Linked DNA regions of Mus musculus: region 2 is linked to region 1. A link is a contact called in public HiChIP or PLAC-seq data. All regions are on one chromosome and are shown on one strand. The core of a region is the stretch at or near the end of the contact, and the rest is flanking DNA. Distances in the headings are between cores, read along the strand shown.

Region 1 (6,518 bases), core at 3,345-5,844:
TTCAGTGTCCTTCCTAATCAAGGAAACACAAATAGAAGCCCAGCGGTGAGCTAGCCTTGCACGTACACACCCACCGGCATAGTTAAAACCAGAAAGGGACGACACAGAGCACTGGCAAGCAGAGTTCTCATAAACACTTTGGAAAAGCTGGCGATTTCTTATCAAATTAAGCATTCAGTTTCCATATGACCTAGCAATTGCACTCTCAGATATTTATCTGTAAATATCTGGATTACTTTGCATGTACAAGAAATTTAATACATATTACATAATTTATGTATATATTATGAATAATTTATATGCAATATATTTAAATATTTATATGCATAAAGATCTGTATATAAATGTTCAAAGCATCTTCATTTATAATAGCCAAATATATATTTATATATAAAGCCTGTAGTCCCAGCTACTTGGCAGGCAGAAACAGGAAATGACTGAGGCCAGAAGTTCAAAGCCAATCTGTGTAGCGTGACAGTGCTTTTAAAAAAAAAAAAAAAAAAAAAAAAAAAGCAAACCACCAACCAAAGCAAACCCAATGAACTCACTATGTAGCTAAGTATCAACCCCTCTACTGCTACCTCTCAAGTTGGGACATCACTGATCTGGACCAACCATCAAATTACTTTTGTGCGGTGCTGGGGATTAAGTTAGGCAAACTAAGTAATACTCTACCAACTGAGCTATAGCCTTGGACTTTTTTTTATCAGTTTCCTTTTTTCTTACTACATAGTGTCAACTTTCAAATTCTGCCTTAAGAGTTCTTTGTTTATGGGAATTTATGGGAATGTTCCACAGAACCCATCCAGCGGAGTTCTGGCTGTTGTTTTTTAATCTTTATTCATCTTGCGTGTGTGTGTGTGTGTGTGTGTGTGTATGCGCGCGTGCTCAACTTGCAAAATTGCAAAATTCAGTCTCCTCTTTCCACCCTGTAGGTCCTGGGGATCAGACTCTGTTAGGCTTGGTGGTAGGTGCTTTACTGAGCCATCTTACAGGCCCCCCATGGACAACTTTTTCTTTGAAAAGTTGTTTCTGGCTTGGGTGTGATAGCTCACACCTGTGACCCTACCACCACTCAGGAGGAAGAGGTAGGAGGACTAACAGAATTGGAAGCCAGCCTGGACTACACAGTGAGTAAAGGCTATCTATATACTCACCACATGGCAAGACCCCGTTTTAAAACACTGGGCAAGGTGAAACAAAAGTCAATTAATTTCACATAAAGTCAATAGCTTCATTAACGGCCTAGTTATCTTTAAAACTGTATGCAGGTTAGTACTTGGTTTCAATTTTATTACTTTTTCTCTGGAACATTTAAAAGTACTTTAGGGGCTGGAGAGTCAGTTAAGAACAGTGGCTGCTGCCAAAGGACTGGAGTTCACTCCCAAGCACCCAGGTGGCAATCACAACTGTCTGTCATCTAATTCTAGGGGATCTGACACCCTCACAGACTCACAGGCAGTGGAACACCAATGTACATAAAATAATAATTAAAAAAATGAAATAAAATACCAGGCAAGGTGGCACACGCCTTTAACCCCAGCACTCAGGAGGCAGAGGCAGGCAGATTTCTGAATTCGAAGGCAGCCTGGTCTACAGAGTGAGTTCCAGGACAGCCAGGGCTATACAGAGAAACCCTGTCTCAAAAAAAAAAAAAAAAAAGGACTTTAAATTGGGCTGGAGAGATGGATTAAAAGCATTGGCTGCTCTTCCCAGAGGTCCTGGGTTCAATTCCCAGCACTCAAATGGTGGCTCACAACTGTCTATATCAACGCAATCTAACACCCTCTTCAGGCATGCAGGTTACATGTAGACAAAACATCCATATGCATAAAATACATAAGTAAATGAGTCTTTTAATGTATACTAGAAGCTGGGTGGTGGTGCATGCCTTTAATCCCAGCACTTGGGAGGCAGAGGCAGGTGGATCTCTGAGTTGGAGGCCAGCCTGGTCTGAGTAAATAGAGCCTTGTACTTCTACTTATCACTACAGTTACATTTTATAACTTTGGGCCCTAGTGCTTCCATTTTCCACTGTTTGCTTAACCACTGGGGCCTGAAGCTTTTGTGCTGACACTTTTGTTCGCTAATCATCAGGCAACCAATGGTCTCTACACTCCATCACCATCAACACAAACAAAACAAAACACAACACTACGGATCCTGGCATGGTGGAACATCTTTAGCCCCAGTACGTGGGCTTGAGTTCAAGGCCGGCCTGGTCTACATAGCAAGTTCTAGGATAGTAGGGATAGTCTTTAAAACAAAACACTATTTTATTTATGAACAAAACATGTAAAGAAAGAAAAAAAACTGCAAATTTATCTATGAATGAAGTCTAAGTAATACTTCAATATTGGAAATAGCTTTCTAAAATATTTTTATTTAAAGAAAACTCAGCAAATTATTCAAACAACCTTATAAACGTTCGTTATAAAAGTAAAGAATTATTTGCAATTGCCTTAAGGGTCCAAGGTGGCAGCCTCTTAAAATTCAGAACAATCCAAGCTTCACATTCCAGTTCAACATTTCTACAGCCCTAACGTATTCAAATACCTCCATTCTGACAACTGTTTCCCCTCTTCTTTTCTTCTAAGCTGCTTAGATGTCTGTCCCAGGCTTTTCATGATTTTAGTCATTCACACAACTAGCAAACATTATCTAGGGACTAAAACTTGCCAGATACTGGGATATCACCCTAAAGGGGGACTGAAAGTAGCTGCAGGCTACAGTCTCTACAATCTCCTGAATGAAATACAAAGTAGCTAATATTTACCAAATAAACATGTACACCTGTGATGATTGCTAGCTGTACTAGCAGAAGCTAAACACTAAATCTAGAAACTCAGTCCTCCAACTAGCCCCTTGCTCGGCTTCAGCCTCATTTTTACAAACAAGGGAAAGAGTTTGGAATGTTGCCCAAAGCCATACATAAGTGAACAAAAAGGAGTTGGAGTCTCCAAATGCATGGATTTGGGCTAGTTACTTTGCCAACCAACTCAGTAACAACTGAGCTGAACAGGAACACTGTGGTAGCAAAAGAAACTGGAACTATCAATGGCCTCTAGAGCAAAAATATATTTAAAAAGAAAAAAACAAACAAGGCCTGGCAAGGAGACTGTGAGAAGAGTGTGCTGACTGAAATTGACTAGTTCAGCCAACAAAAGACTATTCCAGGGCTGGTGAGATGGCTCAGTGGGTAAGAGCACCCGACTGCTCTTCCGAAGGTCAGGAGTTCAAATCCCAGCAACCACATGGTGGCTCACAACCATCCGTAACAAGATCTGACTCCCTCTTCTGGAGTGTATGAAGACAGCTACAGTGTACTTACATATAATCAATAAATAAATCTTTAAAAAAAAAAAAGACTATTCCAGTGGGGATGGAAAAGTTAAGTGTGGAGTTAAAATATACTTCAACTGGTGATGGACTAGGTGTCCAGAGTCGGGCAAAAGGATGCTCTGTGGTAGAGGTGCCTGCTGTGTAAGCCCAGCTACCTGAGCTCAATCCACAGAATCCACAGCGGAGTGGGAAGAGAAACAACGTCCCAGAGTTGTCCTCTGGCATCCGACGCACATTCGCCATCCCCAAGATGTCATACATATGTGTACATACTACACACTGGCGCACGCGCACACACACTCTTTTTTAAAATTCAGACTTAGAGGGACATAAAGGATTTGCTCTGATATATGTTCAATTGAAAATGACTTTGAAGATAGAGGGCAGATCGAAGGAAGCTCAGCAGGAAAGAATTAATAACATGCAGGTGAAGGGCTATAAACTAGTCTGCAGAGGGCCTTGGCTCGACAAAAAAATCTATGGGGTTTGCCGGTAAAATAAGGAAAAAGTTGTCAACATGAAACACAGAACACTAGCAAGAGAGGAGTGTTAGCAGAAAGAAGCCAACAAGCTCAAACAATTAGGTCGGCTGAAAAATTTTAAAATGTCTTCTGATTTGGCTACTGGGAAGCCACTGGTGACTTCGGTCAGCGTTTTCTCTCTCGTGACCAGAGAGATGTCTAGTAGCAATAATGAGTTAGGAGGATGTAAAAGAAGTAAAACAGCCGAAAACAAGTCCAAAAAGTTTGGGGTGATGGAGAAAGGGAGGAAACAGAGGCCGCCGAAGATAGACAGCGGCATGTTTATTTGTCTTGTTTTCTTAGATGTAAACAAACTAAAAAAACTCGTGAGTTCTTCTGCCAGTACCGGGTTGCCTCCAGCATCCTCTGATGGTCTTAGAGACCCCGGGATGCTCCCCCGCGGCCGTATAATTTCCTCCCTGACGCTCTCCCGATCGACAGCGGCTCCCTCCCCGGGTCCTCTTTGCACCGCTCCAAGGCCGCGCTGCTAGGGCCATCGAGCCCGCTCAGGGTCGTCTCCTTACCTCGATGGCCCCCTCGCTCAGGTGTCCCACCATGGCTGCACCGCTAACTCCCGCGCTCGCGCTCTTGCACCGCCTGAGCTTCTCTGCCGGGGTCCCGCGGGCTGCTCAACGATTGGCTAGAGCAACTGTGCGTGCCGATCCGCCCCCAGCGTGAGCGCGGTGCGAGGGGCGGGCCTAGACGCCGATAGCCACCGCATTGGCTACCGCGCGGCAGGCAGAGCACGTGACTCTTCCGAGGCCGGGTTCGAGGCCTAGTGGCGGGATGGCGGGACGTGAGGGCGGGGCGCTGGGTCGCAGTGCGCCTGTGTCAGCGCGGTGCTACTGAGTTGTTCCCCCGCCAGCTGTCGGAACTTTGCCCGCCCAGTCCTTTGGCGGACAGACAGAATGGCAACCCAGGGAACAGTCGGAGCTCTCCCCTGGTAACTGCTGCTAAATATAGTCAAAGCAGTGACCTGGGTACTTCTTCACGCAGTGCGTGCCCGGCGCCGGTGCCAGGCCCAGAGCTTGGCACTGTGGGATAAACAAGGTAAATCAGACTCAGTCTCCGCCCTCTTGAGTTCCACCTGAGAGTTGTGGCCGCAAGGAACCCAGCCTCAAGGATGGTAGACGCGATATGGGCCACACATGTGGAGCTCCAGAGTGGGGGTCAAAAATCAATCAGGCTTTCGAGAGGCGATGCGGTTTGAACTGAGTTAAAGTGTGTGTAGAAATTTGTCAGGTGGATTCCAGTGAGGATAGTGATGTTCCTAAAAGCCCAAATGGCCTATGCAAAAGTATTGGAGAGCCTGGCGTGCTGGCTGGCTCTGATCTGTTTGTAATCCCAGCCTTTGGGATGTAGAAGCAGCAAAAGTTCAAGGTCACCCTTAACACCGTTGAGTTCGAGGTCAACCTGAACTAAATGAGACCCTGAAAAATCAAAATTTGGGACCCAGGCGTGGTGGCATTCGAGGTAAAAGCAGGCAGATCTCTGAGTTCGAAGCCAGCCAGGCTAACATAAGATCCGGTCTCAAAAAAAAAAAGTAATAAAAATAAAAAGGGAGAGAGGCTATATGAACTGAAAGAAAGACCTGGAGATCAAAACAGAAAACTGAGCCGTCTAAGAAATGAAAATATTTAACTTCATAGTTGCTGGAGTAAGAAGTCTGGAAAACTTTGGGCAACTAAGGTAAACAGGTCTAGAAAGACTGGAATAGTAGCCATCTACTGGTATTTTGATCTCTGTTTGTACAACCACAACCTACTATAGTTTCTCAAACAGTTCCAAAGAATATGTCTGGGTGAATTGGTACCACACCACAGATTAACTCTCCTTCAGCATATCAACAGCTATAGAAAACCCCAGAAGAAATGATTTTGGTTGCGTGTCACTTGGTAGGATGAAATCTCGATTTTCTAGAACTATGCATTAATAGAAAGCTGAATCTTCATGTTCTGACTTTACAGAGCTGCGGCAGCATGGATCTACCGGTGGATGAATGGAAGTCCTACCTACTTAAGAAGTGGGCTTCACTCCCGAAGTCTGTGCAGGACACAATTTCTACAGCAGAGACTTTGAGCGACATCTTCCTTCCTTCTTCTTCCCTTCTTCAGTAAGTGAATGGAAACTTCAGGGAAATTTTGGTCTGGAAAATGTTCTGCCTTGTCATTTGGTCTGAATATCTCTTTTTTATAGGAGAGAGTAGCTTTATATTTTTTATAGTATGGGGCATTTAGCAGTTACTGTTGGTTTTCACGTTTCTCCCTAGTCTGTGATTATAGAATGGGTAGGCATAACTGCTTTCCTCTTTTGGTATGTGTTATACTTAAGTAATTTAGTATCTTGCTGTCGTCCCAGTGCTGTCACTCAAAGGATATGGTGCAGGTTGTGTAGCTGCCCATAGAAGCTCATTCAGTACTAATAGTGAGAAAGAACCCTAGCAATTGTTTAGTTGAGACCCAGAAATTTTCAAATTCTATGGACTGCATTCACTGGTGAGATAGACATTTTATATCACAACCTAGTAAATGTATACATAGGTAGAAGTCTCATTTACTCAGCAAATCTTATTTTTTAATTTTTAATTATCTGAAATTAAAATATAATTACATCATTTCCCTACTTCCTGCCTCCAACCTTCCCATGTACCCCTTC
Region 2 (5,878 bases), core at 1,413-3,912, 180 kb after region 1:
GCAAGTTCAGCCATCAGTAAAGGCAGTTATTATTGATCCTATCCAGCACCCTGCGATCTTCTGTCCTTGAACCTGGTGCTTTTCACTTGCTCATGTGTTTTCCTTCCAGGACTCATATTGGGCACCTAGGACTGAGGCATGCCTGCCCCCAAGAAATTCAGAGCCAGCGGGAAATGGGGATACAGATTATAAGGCATTACGGTCAGCAGACAAAGAAAGCAAAAGGCAATATAGAGAGTGGCCAGGGAAGGCTTCCCAGAGGAGGTGCTGCCCAAGGGAGGGTCACTAGCGAGAGCAGCACAAAGCCAGAGCCACAGCAGTTCCCCAGAGGGGAGCATCCAGTGGGAAATGGGGAGGAGGAAGCAGCATGGTCCAGTCAGTTGGGGAACTTGAACTTTATCTTGAAGAACAAGGTAAAGAGTTTCTGCGGGATCTAGCAATAGGTCAGGTTTATCAAGGTCAGGTTTACATTTCCCACAATTCACTGCGGGGTAGATATGTGATGCAGAGATTGATGGATGAGTAGTTGTGTCCCAGGGACAGAAATGGGCAGATAAGATAAACAGGACACCAGGTTATCCTGGTGCAGTGGGGGCAGGGGAGGGGCAAGGCTCACAGTAGATAACATTAACTATTGTGTTAAATGTTTAGTTCACAGTGTCTAACATCATTACATGTTAGTAGCTCAGTAGGGTGCCTTTGAGCCCCCTAGCACGAGGCGGCAGAGGGCAGCCTGGATTACATAGCCAGTTCCAGGATGGCCAGAGCTACATAGTGAGATCCTGTCTCAACACTTCCCCAGACACACACACAGACACACACAATCTGAGGGAGAAGGGGGCACTATTTATTTGAAGAGGGGGAGGGAACATTTTAGATATATGTCTGGAGAAGGTCCTCAAGCAGATTGCTTAGGAAAAGGATTGAAGGGCTTAATCTATTGGCAGATAGTAGGTCCAATTTGGAGCTTATGAGATTTCTGCACAGTAGGTCATCAGGCCCCCAAACCCACCAGCAAGCCTAGACCAAGTCTGGGAGAGCATGCACTAGCAGAATGGCTGGCGAAGGTTCTGGGCACCAGGGGGCGCACTCGAGCTGAGGGAAGCTGAGTCAGGCTGCTGGGGACACCCTTAGCTCTAAAGCAAGCCGGCTCTTGAAGTGTGGAGAATCTGAGGGATACCGAGTGTTTTCTGAGGGGAGGTTAGTGCCTCTCGTCAGGGAGACTCGGACGGACAGCCAAATCTTTCGTGCTGAGGCTCCATTCCACGTCCAAGCAGGTCCTCAGAGCAGCGCAGCTCCGCTGATGATACAGAAAGGACGGAGCTCTTTGGACCCCTAGTGATCTATCGCGCTCTCCAAAGTCAGACTTAGACTAACTAGGTGCTCGGGATTGCTCACAGCATGAAGAAGGGTGGACGAGAAAGTGTGCCAGCCACATGAAAGAGTCGTTTGGGAAAGTGGGAGGGCAGGGCATGCCAAGGTGACCGGCCTGAACACTGACCGGTCTCTGAAGGCACCGAGAAAAGAGGGCGCGGGATGGGGATGGCGACAACTGGAGGACCAGGGGCTCTTAGTCCAAAATCCTGACTACAGACCCTTAAGGGACACCGATTAAAGACCAGGCAGGAGGCACCTGATTCCAGGCAAGGACCCGGTGAGTCGGGAGATCTAGCAGGGATGCGGTAATTATGCCACGACCTGGGTCGGGGTGTTCTGATACCCGTAGACAGCGCCTGGATAGGACAACGGGGGCTAGGCAGCGAGGAGCCCGGACACAAAGCCCAAGGAGCAGGCCGGGAAACAGCACAAAAGGGCGGTAATGGCCTGCGGAGTTGGAGCATCCGGCCCTGGTTCTCTCCGGGCGAGAACGGTGGTCTATACTGCGGGCCGAACCGCACGGTGCTTGGAGCCCAGCTCGCTGTGGACCAAGACTCCCTGAAACGCTGACCCATGAACTTGACAAGGAAGAGGGCAACGAGAAGGGCGTGGGGCGATGCCCGCGGCGGTCACCGGGTCGAGGGGCACTCCAGTTTAACTGGGTAGAGCTGGGCCTGCCCGAGCCGCCCCCCAGCCCCCCCATTCCTCTTGTTTGTCTCCAAGTCCGGCCGGAACCGGCTTCTGCTCGCCGGGGGGCGGGTGGGTAGCTGCTGATTGGCCGACGCCTGTTTCCAGCCCCACTCAGCCAATCAACGGGCGGCAGTGTTTTTCATCTTAGGATAGGAATAAAAGGGCTGGAAATAAAGGGGACAGAAAAGGCGCCGGGCGGGCCCGATACACACTGGTAGGAGCCGGGTGAGCTGGACTCCCAGGATCCGGGTCTCAGACGAGGGTGCGAGAACCTGAAGCCGCTCGCAGGCAGGGGTTGGAGGGAAGGTGCATACTTGTCAGAGGGACGACACCGGGAGGGAGACGTAACGAAAAAGGCCAGGAGGACAGAGGGACGGGATCCGCTTCTATGGAAACGGGCTAATCGCCGGGGTAACAGCCCGACACGGGGGTCGCGCGGTTGGCTCGCGCCGCCGGTTTGAACCGGCTTCGCCTCTCCCATGCGGGGTTCGCGTGGCGGTAGCGCCTAGCGACCTAAACACTAACCAATGGCGCGGCAGTTCCTGTGCGGTCCCGCCAATGAAAGCGCCGTGGGCGGGCCGTTTCGGGGCTCCCTGTGCTGATTTTGTGGTTGAAGGAACAAGCACTAAGGAAGGGTCTCGAGTGCGGGCGGGCGGGAGCCTGTCAGGGTCCCTGGGAGTGGCAGCTCTCAGGTGAGCCTCTGCTCAGGTGACCTTACTACGAGCTGCCTCCCTTTCCGGCCCCCAAAGTGGCTGTTCAGTCTTGCTTGGGATCAGGACCCGCTCCACGTCCTTGAGCATAATTAGCCCTTTTCCAGCTGCCATGCCTCAGTTTACCTCCGAGTGAACTAAGGGAGAAGCCTTTCCTCTTGGCCAGCGGGGCTCCACTGTGGCCTAAGGTAGCGTTACCAGGTAGCTGCGGGTACGGGGTGGCCCAGGTCCCTGACAGGGCTAGGGTTCTTTTCTTTTGCGGCGGGCACCTATAGCCTGGGCTGCAAGGGACTGACAGGCTGTGCGCCAGCGGCTACACGGGTTGGGTAGAGCCACCGCTGAAGCTGAGGTCTGCGCGCAGGTGTCTGCAGAACCGGAGCCCGACCACCGCCACACCGCACCATGGCGCCCACCCTGGCCACTGCCCATCGGCGCCGCTGGTGGATGGCCTGCACCGCTGTGTTGGAAAACCTCCTTTTCTCCGCAGTCCTCCTGGGCTGGGGTTCGCTGCTCATCATGCTCAAGTCCGAGGGCTTTTACTCCTACCTGTGTACGAAGCCAGGTGAGATGGGCGCCTCGGTCGGGGGCAGGTTTCTGGAGTGGGTCTTTGGGAGAGGGCGGTTGGTGGTGAAGATGTAAGCCAGCTATGCCTGCTTGCTGCACAGCGCCTCTAAGTGCCAAAAAGCCCATTTGATCCTCATCCAGCTCTCTGGGTGCGTATCATTATCATCGTCCCTGTTTGTGGATGGAGAAACTGAGGCTGGGACAAGTCTTCCATTTGCCCAAGCTGTAGACTAATAGACTAATAGACTCCTGCGTGCAGTCAGGAACGTTGCTGGCCTTCTGGTCTTCCAGGGCCTGCAGCATTGCTTGCCTTGCAAAAAAAAAAAAAAAAAAAAAAACATGTGTAAGAAAGAGGAACTCTCATAGGCCGGGGTGCAGCAGGAGAGAGGAAGTGGCTTCGCCTCCACCCGAAGGAAGGTTCATCTAGACCTACATGTTTTTAAGTCAGGCCATTATGGAGTCCCCTTAAAGGCTTGCCAAGATAGAATTTCTTGTCTATTTTTGCTGCTTTATGATTCTCCAAAGGCCATTTCCTCTCCTGAACTGTGAGAACATCTCAGTGGCTTTCAAAACATCGTAGGGAGGAAGAGGAAGGGAGACAGTGGTAGAAGGATGCTTAGACTCTCCAGGACAGACTGCAGGCAGGCTGAGGCTGGCCCACACTACCCCCACCCTTCCTTCTGCCACTCCTGTCTTCATACCCTGGTTGCTGTAGGGTCATCAGTGGGGCCGAGTCAGCTGCCATCCTCTCCCCTTCTTAGGCATCCTTGGTAAGAACTGCTTCTTGCCTTTGTCTCTTGTCTCTGCCCCACCCCGTACCCAGGCTTGACTCTGTAGGTCACTGCTGGCATGTCTTTTTTATTTCTAGAGTCCTATTCATTTACTTTTTTACTTTAAATTTTTTCTTACATTTTTTTATTCATTTATGGGGGCCACAGAACTGGATGACTGACAGAGGACTGCTGTCGATGACAGAGGACTGCTGTCGATGACAGAGGACTGCTTTTGGTTGTTGACACTCTTTTTCCACTATGTGAATTTATGAGGTCAAACTCAGGTTGACAGACTTGGTGGCAAGAGGTTCCACGCCCTGAGTGTCATCTCTAAGAAGTGGGCTTGCTATTTATTTTATTTTATTTTCAAAATAGGGTTTCTCTGTGTAGCCCTGTCTGTCCTGGAACTCAACCCCTAGACCAAACTTGCTTCAAACTCAAGGATCTACCTGCCTCTGCCTCTTGAGTCCTGGGATCAAAGTGCACCATTATTGCTGGGCTCTCAAGAATTTTTTTTTCCCTGAGACAAGGTTTCTCTGTGTAGCCTTGGCTGTCCTGGAACTCACTCTGTAGACCAGGCTGGCCTCGAACTCAGAAATCTGCCTGTCTCTGCCTCCTAAATTCTAGGATCAAAGGTGTGCGCCACCACTGCCCGGCTCTAAAAATTTTTTTGTCTGTAAGGTTGTTTGGTCTTTTGTTCTTCACAAAGGATCTTGCTATGTAGCTGAGGCTAGCCTTTAATTTGTAATAATTCCATCTCATTCTCCTAAGTGGTGGGCTGACAAGCCTATACTGCCTCACCCAGCCTCTCATTCTTAGCAGGAAGGGAAAGCCTTGGACCTGCTCCCACTGCCTGGACCCGAGTCAGTTAGTCTTCACTTCCCTTCTCTGATCTGCCCAGAGGATCCTTAGTGTACAGAGCTTAGCAGGAGAGGAGAAAGGTGGGAGAAAGGGAGAGACCAAAGGCCACCTGGGAGAGGGCAGAAAGCCTATCATTTATAACCAACCTTTAGCCTTTAGCACTCAAAAATGTTTCCTAATAGCCTAAGGTTTCTTGGCAGGTCTTTCCCCACATCAGCAAGAAATCTTGAGAGACTGAGAGTCAGACCTTGTTCCCTGACCAAGCTTTCTCTTTTGCTTCTGGGATGTCAGGAGATTAAAGGCCCCTCTGAAAGGAACAGGTGGGAGTGTTGGCTCTCTTTTGTGCCTTTGTTACAGGATACACTGGGGATTTAAAAAAACAGAAAGAAAAAAAAAAAAAACATCAGCCTATGGCAAAGCTTTTACTACCTCATCCTGAGGTCAGATTTTATCTCTTCTCTTCTCTTCTCTTCTCTTCTCTTCTCTTCTCTTTTTTCTTTTTTTTTTTTTTCTCTTTTTCTTTTTTTCTGACTCATGGCACTGGTGACATCAGATTGTCCACTTTTATACAATCTCTCGGACGGCATGGGCGCCCTGGGGCTGGAAACTGTTTTCCTGGGGAGACGCTGTCTTCTTCCTTCCTTTGGGTGAGGGGAGTCCAGGGATTTCGCCAGCCGAGCGCTGAGTTGGTATTTAAGCCCTTGAGAGACTTGAAGGTCACTCCCACAAACCAGAGTGAAGGGGAAAGGGTCAGGATCATGGGTTGAACATCAACTTCTTATGCCGTGCCTTTGCTCCTGTGTCTGATTTGGGCTTTTCTGATTATCTGGCAAACGCGCTGACCTAGCATCCTTAGCTGGGGAGGCCTGCTGATTCTACACAGCTTATCTCTCCAGCCTCCTG

The links. HiChIP or PLAC-seq counts read pairs in DNA pulled down with a chosen protein or histone mark.
Region 2: a contact with region 1 is called in an H3K4me3 HiChIP or PLAC-seq map of the SCID.adh cell line, with 24 read pairs. The contact joins the promoter of Slc43a2 here to the promoter of Smyd4 in region 1. A contact is called at or near these places in 18 of 39 promoter capture datasets (the 3T3-L1 cell line, 3T3-L1-derived adipocytes, the C10 cell line and 14 more), 3 of 484 Hi-C or Micro-C datasets (embryonic stem cells and uterus), 4 of 115 datasets of contacts at active chromatin or transcription factors (the SCID.adh cell line, embryonic stem cells, memory CD8 T cells and 1 more) and 3 of 9 other capture datasets (adipose tissue, liver and pancreatic islet).

The regions. Positions count from the first base shown.
Region 1 is chr11:75,343,839-75,350,356 of GRCm38.p6, forward strand. It overlaps Smyd4 (SET and MYND domain containing 4), which reads left to right and starts at 4,595. Exons shown (of 11, transcript NM_001102611.1): 1 at 4,595-4,913; 2 at 5,831-5,976. The coding sequence starts at 5,843. It overlaps Rpa1 (replication protein A1), which reads right to left and starts at 4,545. Exons shown (of 17, transcript NM_026653.2): 1 at 4,388-4,545. The coding sequence starts at 4,420.
Region 2 is chr11:75,529,450-75,535,327 of GRCm38.p6, forward strand. Slc43a2 (solute carrier family 43, member 2) reads left to right here and starts at 2,663. Exons shown (of 14, transcript NM_001199283.1): 1 at 2,663-2,965; 2 at 3,139-3,339. The coding sequence starts at 3,180.